Linked DNA regions of Zea mays: region 2 is linked to region 1. The links are chromatin contacts, called in public Hi-C maps. All regions are on one chromosome and are shown on one strand. The core of a region is the stretch at or near the end of the contact, and the rest is flanking DNA. Distances in the headings are between cores, read along the strand shown.

Region 1 (6,511 bases), core at 1,801-4,300:
CAAGCGGTGACGGCGCTCTCGAAGCGGACGGATGGTGGCAGCGCACCCTAGGTCCGGTGGCAACAGCGGTTGTCTTGTCCGTCTCTGCGATGGCCACCACCGCTCTAGCGTCTGTGGCGCCGTCCCCTGCGCCCAAGGCCAACGACAGCAGTAAGGCGGTGGTGCCGGTGGACGCGTCGGAGCTAGAAAAGCACGTGCTGGCAGTGGACGACAACTTCGTGGACCGCGCCGTGATCGCCAGGATCCTGCGCGGCTCCAGGTACAGGGTGACCGCCGTGGAGTCGGCGACGCGCGCGCTGGGCTTGCTCCCCAACGTTAGCATGATCATCACCGACTACTGGATGTCTGGGATGACCGGGTATGAACTGCTCAAGCGCGTCAAGGATTAATTTATATATAGAACTTGTTGTGGTCGTGTATGATCTACTTTATATTTTGGCATACTATGCACAAAAACAAGTGCATTCTATGACCATCGTGATTTATACATTTTTAAACAAAATTTTACGATACCTCTTATTGCATTTTACGCTTCCACTAAAAAGCAAGTGCCACATTCGTCGTTACAAAATAGATCGTTGATTTACGCTAAAATTCGTATTCATTTACGCTGTTTCGGATCACGTTTTACGCTTAAATCCACCTGGGCTAGAACCCGAGCACGATCGGAGCGCGATCGGAGCGCGCGATTTTCACGTCGTAATTTAGGCCCCATTCGTTGTTACGAAATAGATTGATGATGTACGCTAAAATATGTACCCATTTATGCTGTTTTGGTTCACGTTTTACACTAAAATTTGACCGAGCTAGAATCCGTGCACGATCGAACGTGCGCAATTTTCACGCCGTAATTTTTGGGCCCCATTCGCTGTTACGAAACAGGTCTATAATTTACGTAAATTTCATATTCATTTACGCTATTTCGGTTCACGTTTTATGATTAAATCCACCCGAGCCAGAACCCTAGCACGATCAGAGCGTGTGTTTTTCACGCCGTAATTTGGGCCTCATTCGTCGTTACGTAACAGATCGACGATTTACGCGGTAACCATCCCACATTTATCGCGAATTTACAGCAATACTTTCCTAATCTCAAACCAACCTAGATCTACGCACACACTGATCACGTATATACAATAGCATGAATGGTCTGACGTCGCGATATTGCATGGTTTATGATGTTACCTTTCATGTTCTTATGCAGTCGTAAACGCTGAACAAACTTGTAAAGTCATCCTACGTGATTTGCGTGTCAACAGATTTTTTTGCATGGTTTATGCACATTATTCAATATGTTTATGCATGCGTATAAATCCTGACGCAAGCACGCGTGTGGTGGCCTGTCCATGTCTTGGCTGGGGCTTCCCTACTATTCGAAGCCCAGTGCTTCCATTACCTCGATTCTTATATATATATAAGATTCATGTGTTCTAGTGGCTTAGCTAGGAAAGTGGGCTAAGATAATAGAACTTAACAGTGGCATTATAGCCAGTTTGGACCATGAAACCTAGAACCGAACTCTTCGGGTGTTAAGATTCGATCGAACCCTTTAAGTTTTATAGCAAGTAGAAAGAGAGAAAGCGATTAGTCTGTAAGGAAAATGGACTTGGTCCATTTGATTATGTGATTTTGGTGTTTGATGATTAAGATAACATGTGAACTAATGTGTTAGCTAGTGTTTATGTTTTATGACAAGAGGGTACCACAAAAGCTAAAAGACAACTTTTATAGGTTGACGATTACGCATGCTATGTTGTATGGTGCACAATGTTGGCCTGTAAAAAGATGACATATTCAACACATAAGTGTTGCACAAATGTATATGCAGCATTGGATTTATGACCATATAAGAAGGATCTGAGCTCGAATGATGATATACATGATAGGCTAGGGTTAACACCAATTGAAGAAAAAGCTTGTCTAATATCGCTTGAGTTGGTTTGGACATGTCCAACGAAGACCTCTATAGGTGCTAGTGCATAATGATAGTGGGATCCTAAGGCGCTATATGAATAAGAAGAGAGAAAGGGGAAAACCAAAGTTGACAAGTAAAAGGAGACTTAAAAAATAGGATATACACAAAGATTTAGGCGTGTTTGGCATGGTTGTGCTCCACTCTAGAGCAGCTCTATACTCTAAAACTCTAGGCGAAGCAACTCTGATCTAGAGTTTAGATTGCTTTATCATAACCAGCGGCATTGGTGGGTAAATAACTCTAAACTCTATGTCTAAGTTGCTTTTTTATAGTTTGCGAAGTAGTAAAAGAGGTACTCCAAAATTTTGTACCGCATCTCTGAAAACTCTATGATGTTTACAATACTAGAGTTAGAGTGTTTGACAGGCTCTGACCAACTCCTCTTTATTGTTTTGCTTTGGAGCCAATGCCAAACATGCCCTTAGCCTTAAATAAGAGTGTATGGAAAACACCTGTCTATGTGCCCAACCTTAACTTATGAGTTCTATTAGGTTTTTAACTTTAGTCTATCCTAACAACCTTAACTTATGAGTTCTATTAGGTTTTTAACTTTAGTCTATCCCAACTTATTTGAGGGAAACGACTTTGTTGTTGTTGTTGTTGTTGTTATTGCATAGATAGTTAGTTTATTATTTGTTTATAATTGATAATTGAGTCAAGAGAGTTTCATCTATATAAAACCTACATCTTCTTTCTCTTATTAATAATGTTATCACGTAATAAAAATACTTGGTGTCAATCTATTAAACTTAGTGAAACGTTTTATGACATTGTTTCTAAAATTGACAAGTTATAATAAAATGGAACAGGGATGAAGCACACACATAATATCGTTACATTGTTTTGTAGACATTCAATTCCACAACTCATTTAAGATAAGAATTTATATCGTTACATAATATCGTTACATTTATATATATTAAAAAATATGCTATTTCCGACAAGAGTAGCACGCGAGAAAAGGCGCGATATGAATCGATAAGCCGTGTCAGTTAGGCGTCGCGTCGCCATCCCGAAGCAGTTACTTCCCCACTCCACTCATGATCACAAAACTAATTACAAACCCAGGGAAACAATTCCACTCGCCGCGGAAACCTTCCTTCTGGGCCTCGTCCGGTCGTCCGTCCCTTCGCGCCCCTGAAATTGTCCGACCGCGTGGCGACTCGGGTCGGACGGATGCCGGTCGACGTCGAGGCGGCGATGGCCCCGCCCCAGGCGGCATCGGCCTGCAGCTCGTCGTCGATAGGCAGGGACAGCGACGAGTGCTCGCCGCCGGGGAAGGAGGAGGAAGGGGAGGGGGAGGTGCAGAGCGCGTACGAGGGAGGAGGAGGGGGCAGCCTCGCTGGGTTGGAGGCATTGGAGGAGGCGCTGCCTATTCGGTGAGTTATTGCCAGTTCATACTTGATAGATTGTTTTACTTTTTTTTTGTGATCTGGGCTCTGCAGGAGAAATTGGTTCTTTGGGGGAATCTGTGAAGAAGCAGCTAATTTGCTTTCTTTGGAGTATTCCCATTTGATTTCTGTATGTTATTTTCCTAGAAAATATTCAGGTTAATTTATTGGAATTGCAGAGATTACTCTGTGGGTGTGATTCTGCCGCTTCTTTCTACAAATGGTACACTGCTACGTTTTGCACTCAATGAGTATTTTTGAGATATTAGCTTTGTTATTTCATAAAGGAGGAAACGTGAGATTAGAGATGACTTGGATGTTAGGTAGTAGAACAACGAATTGTCATTAGGTGCTTTGTCTGATAGACTAGATTTTGCGATGGTTTAGCTAGGTTGCAGATAAAAAATGTCAAAACTGTTTTGTTGTTAATCTGCATAGTCTTCATATGCCTCTGTGCGGTTGCTGCTTTTTAAAATGTCAGGTCTATCTGCAATTTCACATATAACATTTTATTAGAGTGACCCTGTAGTTAAACGGCTCTGAAATGATTACCACTACAAAACTTTCAAAATATCTGTATCTTTTGAGAAAAATTGGATCAAAATCGGATCCTGCTTTTTCTGGATAATTCTGACATGTCAAGCTCATGTGGCAAGGAACACTCCACCGTCTTCTTTGACATGTGACCGAAGCAGACTCGTTAGCTTTTATTTTTAAGGAGATGAGTGGTATTTGCATACATTAATAGTGCAACCATATCAACACTTTCAATGCGTAACAAAATATTTCTTAAATTTAAACATGGAATACGGAAATCAATTATTCATCTGGGATATCTGGCATGGGAAATGCATGTTGGTAATAATGGCACATTTTGGTTGAAAATATTAACTAACTGAAAAGGACCTGGCTCACATGGTACCAACCAATCTTAAGCAGCAACTTTTTGTTGATAAAGACTGTAGAGGTTTGCGTGTCTCTGAACCACAGAACATCAATTATTGGCTTATGAGTACCCATAATATCATCCATACACTTCAGCATAAGTACTGTTCCCCCACAGCATATCCATGGTCTCACCAACTTTGGATTTGTTGTTTAGTCAAAACTCAAAACATGACCTTTAGTCCTTTTGAAACCTGTCTCTGGGATGGTGCAGGAGTGATGTGCATTTTTATGTTAAAGAAGAAAGGGAGTCTAAGAAGAGTAGAAGACTCGTACAAGTCCATTAGGGAAGGGTTCAATACATGGACCTTGCCAAGGAAACAAAAAGGATAACGACCAGGAACCTATATGTGCAAATGTCACCACTGTCTTTAGCTCCTGCCATACTCCACAAGATGGCCTCATCCCTAATATCAGCTTGGTGAATGTGAGGTACTGAAGGGCCCCCAACAAGGCTTCAGTAGACAGTGGGGTCACTAACTAGAGCACCGACACTTGAGGAACCTTCGCCTGAGCACCTCACTTGAGCATTCACTGGAGTGGCATACAACTTACAGTCCACAATGCTAGCGTGATCAAGTATGTCTAGAGTATATTGTACTTGCTGGAGGAATGATGCATGGGGCCGCGTTCAACTGCAATACCCAATACCAGCCAAGACTGCGAGACGACGAACTATACGGAAAGTAGCAGGCTTCTCCACAGAACTGAAAGTCTCATCGTAGTCAACACTAGGATGCAGAGTGAAAGCTCAGAGGACACATCAAGTCTTGTACGGTTGTACCTACCTAGAGAGTTGTCCTTCCTCTGAGTCTACACCCACTTGTTGGTCACCACGTTGCCACCAAGGGGATGTGACATGAAATCCTAGGTATGAATATGATTGGCGAGCAGAGCTCCGTAATCTTCCTTCATAGGCGATGCTAGTGAAGATTGGTGAGGGCGCGATGGACATAAGATGGTGTAGAGGAGACTGACTGTGAGGAGGTCGAGGAAAGTACGAGGTAGTCAACATGTGGAAGAACCCCAACAGCTTGTCGAGTCACCATCGTATGGAAGTGACGGGGATCACAGTAAAGGAGAGGAGGAGCGAGTTGGGACACCCTCCCATGCACGGCGCTAATAGACATGCACAGTTTTGACAAAGTGAGTGGCGGGAGGAGTTGGCAAACGTAGCTCAACCGAATACGGTGAGCATGTGTGAGGGGTAGCAGGGGCTGCAGCGGACTGCACAAGACGTAGTAGGGGACACTATGGCCGTGCGTGGCACAGTAAAGGGCTCCAAGGGAGCAAGTGGCATGGTTGGAGGCACCAAGAAGAATCCTACTGGCGGAAAAAGGAGGGGTGGTTGTCCAGAGCGCCACAATGTCAGTCTCAAGAAGGGAGTCCAACTTTTGGATGACACTGGAGGAAGAAGTGAAGAAGGGACCGCTGAAGACGACGCGCCGAGAGATCAATATGCGTTGGGTGGAAATATCGAGACACTAATATTCCTTATGATCAGGGGAGTACCCAAAAAAGATACAACGGGCCGAGTAAGGTGAAAGCTTGTGAGGTGTTATGGCGAAAAGGTTAGTATAACAGGCATATCAATGCTCGTAGGTAGGAGTGGTGCCAAACATGGCAAAGTGAAGGGTGGGAGCATTGATCACCTTGGTGGGAAGGCGATTAAGGGTGTGTTTGGTTTGGCTTTTGGCTTTGGATTTTGCCCCCTAAAAGCTAAATCAAAGGGCTGGATCTAGAAAGCAGTTTTTTCTAAAAGCCGACTTTCTCGCAGTGTAAAACTGAAAGCACCTCTGGACCTGCTTTTAGCGGCTTTTGGATGGAACCGTAAAAATATTTGTGGAATAATTTGTAGCTTTTTTAGTGGTTTTCACTAAACAATTTTTAGCTTTTTAGCAGTTCATAGTCCATGACAGCTTTTTTCACAGCTCACAGCCCACAACAGTTTTTTCACAGCCACAACCCAACCAAACAGACCCTAAGTAAGCAAGTGGTAGTGTGAAAGGCTCTCAACCCAGTAGCGATGTGGTTGGTTCTTGTGTTGTAGAGTGATGGCTAGGGAGCGTCACCCTTCCCACTACCACCTCCTCGGCCACCCGTCTGCCACCGGTAGCTAGCACCAGCACCAAATCTTGTAGGAGGACGAAGGACTTCCGTCGCCATGGATCAGGCAAGTGTAAGAGTGAGATCCCAGGTG
Region 2 (6,800 bases), core at 3,528-6,027, 140 kb before region 1:
CGGAAGTTGGAGGGTGTCCCAAAGCAGACGGGGAGATCGAGTTGTCCGAGGGGCTGGACGCGCTTCCCGGGGATGATCCCGTGGAAAGGCGCAGCGCCTGCCCGGACCGAGGACAGATCAACACGCAGGAGCCCGAGGGTCTCGGCGTAGATGATGTTGAGGCTGCTGCCTCCGTCCATGAGGACCTTGGTGAGCCTGACGTCGCCGATGACGGGGTCGACAACGAGCGGGTATTTCCCCGGGCTCGGCACGCGATCGGGGTGGTCATCTCGGTCGAAGGTGATGGGCTTGTCGGACCAGTCTAGGTAGACTGACGCCGCCACCTTTACCGAACAGACCTCCCGACGCTCTTGCTTGCGGTACCGAGCCGAGGTGTTCGCCGCTTGCCCACCGTAGATCATGAAGCAGTCGCGGACCTCGGGGAACTCTCCTGCCTGGTGATCTTCCTTCTTATCGTCGTCGTGAGCCCTGCCACCCTCCGCGGGTGGCCCGGCCTTGTGAAAGTGGCGCCGAAGGATGGCGCACTCCTCAAGGGTGTGCTTGACGGGCCCCTGATGATAGGGGCACGGCTCCTTGAGCATCTTGTCGAAGAGGTTGGCACCTCCGGTGGGTTTTCGAGGGTTCTTGTACTCGGCAGCGGCGACAAGGTCCGCGTCGGCGGCGTCGCGCTTCGCTTGCGACTTCATCTTGCCTTTCTTCTTGGCGCCGTGCTGAGTTGACGCCTCGGGGACATCTTCTGGTGGGCGGCCCTGGGGCTGCTTGTCCTTCCGGAAGATGGCCTCAACCGCCTCCTGGCCAAAGGCGAACTTGGTGGCGATGTCCACCAGCTCGCTCGCCCTGGTGGGGGTCTTGCGACCCAGCTTGCTCACCATGTCGCGGCAGGTGGTGCCAGCGAGGAACGCGCCGATGACATCTGAATCGGTGATGTTGGGCAGCTCGGTGCGCTGATTCGAGAATCGTCGGATGTAGTCCCGGAGAGACTCTCCCGGCTGCTGTCGGCAGCTTCGGAGATCCCAGGAGTTCCCAGGGCGCACGTACGTGCCCTGGAAATTGCCGGTGAAGGCTTGGACCAGGTCGTCCCAGTTGGAGATCTGCCCCGGAGGCAGGTGCTCCAACCAGGCGCGAGCGGTGTCGGAGAGGAACAGGGGGAGGTTGCGGATGATGAGGTTGTCATCGTCCGTTCCACCCAGTTAGCAGGCCAGCCGGTAGTCCGCGAGCCACAGTTCCGGTCTCGTCTCCCCTGAGTACTTTGTGATAGTAGTCGAGGTTCGGAACCGGGTCGGGAACGGCGCTCGTCGTATGGCGCGGCTGAAAGCCTGCGGACCAGGTGGTTCGGGCGAGGGACTCCGATCCTCCCCGTTGTCGTAGCGTCCCCCACGCCTGGGGTGGTAGCCTCGGCGCACCCTCTCGTCGAGGTGGGCCCGACGGTTGCGGTGGTGGTGCTCGTTGCCGAGGCGACCTGGGGCCGCAGGCGCTGTGTTGCGCGTGCGCCCGGTGTGGACCGAGGCTTTCCGCATGAATCGGGAAGTCGCGACACGATGTTCCGAGGGGTACCCCTACCTTCAGGAGGCGGAGCTCTCGGCCCATCGGACCGCGGCGTCCTCCAGGAGATTCTTGAGCTCTCCCTAGATACGCCGCCCCTCGGTGGTTGATGGCTCCGGCATCGTGCGAAGAAGCATTGCCGCTGTAGCCAGGTTCTGTCCGACTCCACTGGAAGTCGGTGGCGGCCTTACCCTGACATCGTCGGCGATGCGGTGCTGGGTACCCTGGGGTAGGTGACGCACTTCTCCGGCCGGAGGCTGGCCCGCCCATTCCTGCCCGATGTCCCGAGGATCGGCTCAAGTGTTCCTGCCCCCTCGTCGAGCCTGGCCTGCATCTCGCGGATTTGCTCGAGTTGTGGGTCATGACCCCCCGCCGGGACGGGGACCACAGCTAGCTCCCGTAGGATGTCAACGCGAGGCACAGGCCTAGGGAGATCACCGTTCTCCGGCATACCAAGATGGTTGCCTTCGTTGGGACCCCCTAGATCGACGTGGAAACATTCACGACTTGGGCCGCAGTCCTCGTCGCCGAGGCTGCGGCTACCGTCGGAACAGTCAGAAAGGCAGTAGTCGCATGCGGTCATGAAGTCCCGCATGGCACTGGGGTTACCAAGTCCGGAGAAATCCCAACAGAAGTCGGGCTCGTCATCTTCCTCGGACCCCGAGGGCCCGTAGGTCGAGACGGCCGTCAGCCGGTCTCAGGGTGACCGCATACGATACCCCAGAGGGTTTGGACTCGCCTCTACGAGGGCGTCCACCAAAGCGAAGTCGCTTGGTGGGTCGAGGCTGAATCCAAAAGGCGTGAGATGGAAATCGATTGGTACCTCTTGGTCGACGGGCGGTGACGAAGTCACGTCAGGGACTGACTGTACCGTCGTCTCAGGTACGAGGGTGACGCCCAGCAAGTCCTTCGCGAGCGTGCTGGCGTCGTCCGTTTGCTTGGGGTTGGCGTGTTGCGGGGAGACGACGCTCGTCGTCGTCCCAGACGCGAGGTCGATGTCCGACGTGCCCCCCGTTGGGGCGCCGGCGCCATCGACTCGCTCGACAGCCGACGAGGTGCCGCCTCCTGCTTGGCCTTGGTTGCCCCGCCTCCTCCTCCGTCGGCGGGGGAGGGGACGGGGCGAGCTCGAATGTTGTTCTTCCACTACGCGGGGAAGACGTCGTCGATTCCGCCGCCGGCGGGCGGGCTGTCGGCCGCCATTGTCGCCGTCGCGCGGCGGGGGAAGGAGTATCATGTCGTAGCTGCCATCGAGGGACATGAACTCAAGACTCCCGAAACGGAGCACCGTCCTGGGCTGGAAAGGTTGTTGGAGACTGCCCATCTGGAGCTTGACGGGAAGCTGGTCGTCAACACGCAGCAGGCCCCTACCTGGCGCGCCAACTGTTGGCGTTTCGAACCCGGGGGGTCCCTGGACCGACGAGTAAATTATCGTCGTGTGCCCCAGCCCAGATGGGTCGGCGCGAGACGGAGCGCGAAGGGGGGAGGCAGCCGGAGGGAGACGGGCGTGAGAGGTGGAATCCCGCGGCCTTCGTGTTTGTCCCACGCCCTGGTCGGGTGCGCTTGCAGTAGGGGGTTACAAGCGTCCACGCGGGAGGGAGCGAGCGGCCTCACGCGAGCGCCGTCCCGTCCTTCCCCGCGCGGTCAACTCTCTGTAAGAGGGCCCTGGTCCTTCCTTTTATAGGCGCAAGGAAAGGATCCAGGTGTACAATGGGGGGTGTAGCAGTGTGCTAACGTGTCTAGCGGAGGAGAGCTAGCGCCCTAAGTACATGCCATCGTGGCAGCCGGAGAGGTTTTTGCACCCGGTTCGTGTGGTGTCGTGGCCGTCGGAGGAGCGCTGGAGCCTGGCGGAAGGACAGCTGTCGAGGCTGTCGAGTCCTTGCTGATGTCCTCTTGCTTCCGTAGGAGGGCTGAGAGCCGCCGCCGTCATAGAGCGTGCGGGGCGCCATCATTACTTGTCTGGCGGAGCGAGCCAGATGGGACGTCAGTCTTGTTCCCCATAGCCTGAGTCAGCTTGGGGTAGGGTAATGATGGCGCTTCCTGTTGACGTGGTCGGTCTGTTCCCTGGGTTGGGCGATGTGGAGGCTCCTCCGAGGTCGAGGTCGAGTCTGTCTTCCGAGGCCGAGGTCGAGTCCGAGCCCCTGGGTCGGGCGAGGCGGGGACCGTCGGCTGAGGCCACGGCTGAGTCCGAGCCCTGGGGTCGGGCGAAGCGGAGTTCGTCGTCTTCCGGGGCTGAGCCCGAGTCCGAGCCCTAGGGTCGGGCGAAGCGGAGTTCGTCGTCTTCCGGGGCTGAGCCCGAGTCCGAGCCCTGGGGTCGGGCGGAGCGGAGTTTCCCATGGCGTCTAGGGCCGGACTCGGCTGCTGTCAGCCTCACTCTGTCGAGTGGCACAGCAGTCGGTGCGGCGCAGGCGGCGCTGTCCCCTTGTCAGATCGGTCAGCGAAGTGACTGCGGTCACTTCGGCTCTGTCGACTGGAGGGCGTGCGTCAGGATAAAGGTGTGAGGCCACCTTTGCATTAAATGCCCCTGCGATTTGGTCGGTTGGCGTGGCGATTTGGCTTAGGTTGCTTCTTGGTGAAGACTAGGCCTCGGGTGAGCCGAAGGTGTGTCCGTTGCTGTAGGGGGGCCTCGGGCGAGACGTAGATCTTCTGGGGTCGGCTGCCCTTGCCCGAGGCTGGGCTCGGGCGAGGCGCGATCGCGTCCCTCGAATGGACCGATCCTTGACTTAGTCGCACCCATCAGGCCTTTGCAGCTTTGTGCTGATGGGGTTACCAGCTGAGATTTAGGAGTCTTGAGGGTACCCCTAATTATGGTCCCCGACAAAACTCTTTCACCATCAACTCAATAATTTTTATAAAAAACCCTAACAAACCATGGTTGTATCTGTGGTTGGATCGTAATCTAATGGATTAGATGGTTTGCTTGGACGCTTGCACAGAAGGACTGCTTGCATAGCAGTCGTTGCCTAAAAAAAGATCAAGCGATATTCTTTGTGAGACCGAATTGAAGGGATTAGAAAGTAGAGGCGCGTTCAAGTTTTTTTAGAAATCCGAAACTGAAGTCAGCGACAGGGCGGTGGTATTCAAGATGCTGGAGGCGACCAGTAGCCGGCCGGCCGGCCGGCCAGGTCGTCAGGCCCAGGAGAACACATTTTCTCGGGTGCACGCAGCCAGATCCATTGTAACCTAACGACGACAGGCAATCATGGGGGGTCACGCGGACCGCGCGCCGATCGGCCGCCGGCTCGAGGGCGCGGCGAAAGCGACGGCACGCCGCCTCAGACCCGGACGCCCGATCCCCGCCAGCAGCAGGCGAGCACGCGTCCGCCTGCGCCTCGTGCTGGGTTCTGCCGCCCGGCCCGGCGCCCGAATTTTTTGTTTTTTAGCCCCTTTCGAGTCAAAAATTTACGTTTGGACCCCCAGAAATTTTATTTGCACGTTTGGACCCGAAGCTCGGCGCCACAGCCTGTGGCGCCGAGGTAACACAGCTCGGCGCCACAACCTGTGGCGCCGAGTTTCGTGACGTGGCAGTCCCGCGTGGCACCTAGCTCGGCGCCACAGATCTTGGCGTCGAGCTAGGAAAAACCCGCAAACTGTCTTCTCTCTGCGCGCGTTTCTTCTCTTCTGCTCATTCCAAATCACAGCCGCCGAAATCGCCGCCGCCGTCCACAAATCGCCGCCGCCTGCCCCAGCTCCGGCTCGCCGCCGCCCGCCCGCCCCGGCCCAGCTCCGGCTCGCCGCCGCGAGCCCCGCCCGAGCTCGCCCGAGCTCCGCCCGACCCCGGCCCAGCTCCGGCTCGCCGCCGCGAGCCCCGCCCGAGCTCGCCCGAGCTCCGCCCGAGCTCCGCCCGCTCGAGCTCCGCCCGAGCTCGCTCGCCGCCGCCCGCCCCACGCAGTCCACTGCCGCCCCGAGCTCGCCCGCAGTCCACTGTCGACCAGTCCCCGCCGCCCGGAGTCCGGCCAACGATCGGCCACCGCCCGCTCCGGCCCCGGTAGCTCCCGCCCCCACTGCCGACCAGTATTTTTTTTTAATTTCTTAGTTTGTAAACTAGTAGTAATTAGTTAGGTATCCACTTATTTATTGTTTAGTAAATAGTTAGATATTTTGTTGTTAGTGTTTATTAAAATAGTTAGCTAGTTTGTTGCGTAGTATATTGTTAGTGTTTAGTTAATTCTTAGTGATTATATAGTTAGGATTTTGTTTAGCGCATTGAAATTACATGTTTTCTGTGTTGGCAACCATCGTGTTGTCGTTTATTCGCAGGTTCTATAAACATCACTTTACAGGGGAGGTGCTGCCAAATTCAATGTTCGGACAACAGAACTGCTTGTCATAGTCTTCGTCGATGACAGCACGGTCTCCACAATCGCATCGAGGCGGTGAGTCCATCCGTCTTTCTGTTGCTACCTCCTTCTCCGCATCCGTCATTGGTGGAGGATTCGGGGGAGGAGGTACCCAACGCTTAAAACGCTCATGACTGGTCTTTCCACTCAACCAATTAACGAAAAGAAGATATCGAGGGTCAAATTTATCAGGACCATCGATCCACTGAAAAAAGAAACACTTCTGATGTCCCTAAAATAATGGAAAGATGCACTATTACATATCTACAAAATAATGAATGCGAACAAAATTAAGTGACAAGTCATAAGCTACGTACGTCCAAAGTGCCACAAAGGTAGTAGCAGCGAGCAGCCGTGTCTGGATGTTGTGATTGATGTACCCAAGCCAGTCTGCCACAGTCACAGTTAGGCACGGGGAGTTCAGGAGGAACAGGAGCATCCTTACTAGATACGTCCGGATATAACTCCCGAGGACGACCTCTCTTCTGCCACAACGCCTCTCGGTACATGTCTTTCATCTAATAAACGATTATAATTATCACTTGTACCTATTATGCTTTATAATAAGTTTACACAAACTAATAATCGAAATGATAATATAATAGGTGTATACAAATTATTAAACTAACAACCCAATATACAAAACGAATCAGTTGGAAATCATACCTTGGTCTATGAAGTGAACCAACTCATCTTTGAATCCAGCAAATTTTGACGAAGTTTGGAAATGGGATGAAATGAGCTGCTCTCGGCCAGCCGCGCGGGCGTTTTTATAGGAATTCGTAGCTCGGCGCCAAGATCTGTGGTGCCGAGCTACGAGGCCGCGCCGCCACCACGTCAGAGCCAGGTCAGCCCTGGACGCAACTAGCCGTTGCTGCCACGTCACAGCTCGGCGCCACAGGCTATGGCGCCGAGCTAAGG

The links. A called contact is a pair of places that touch in the nucleus more often than the background predicts.
Region 2: a contact with region 1 is called in a Hi-C map of leaf, with 5 times the contacts expected there. The contact joins the enhancer-like site here to the promoter of LOC100282433 in region 1. A contact is called at or near these places in 3 of 25 Hi-C or Micro-C datasets (ear, leaf and tassel).

What each region holds. Positions count from the first base shown.
Region 1 is chr1:212,871,300-212,877,810 of Zm-B73-REFERENCE-NAM-5.0, reverse strand. It overlaps LOC100282433 (MTD1), which reads left to right and starts at 3,050. Exons shown (of 2, transcript NM_001155344.2): 1 at 3,050-3,354. The coding sequence starts at 3,152.
Region 2 is chr1:213,012,863-213,019,662 of Zm-B73-REFERENCE-NAM-5.0, reverse strand. No RefSeq gene overlaps it. Among protein-coding and RNA genes, the nearest start is that of LOC100191690, 28 kb to the left of the region's middle. Within about 2 kb of position 4,777, at least 14 of the 20 cell types and tissues checked have an H3K27ac peak or open chromatin away from gene starts, as enhancers often do. A contact at or near this core is called in ear, leaf and tassel, where this site is marked.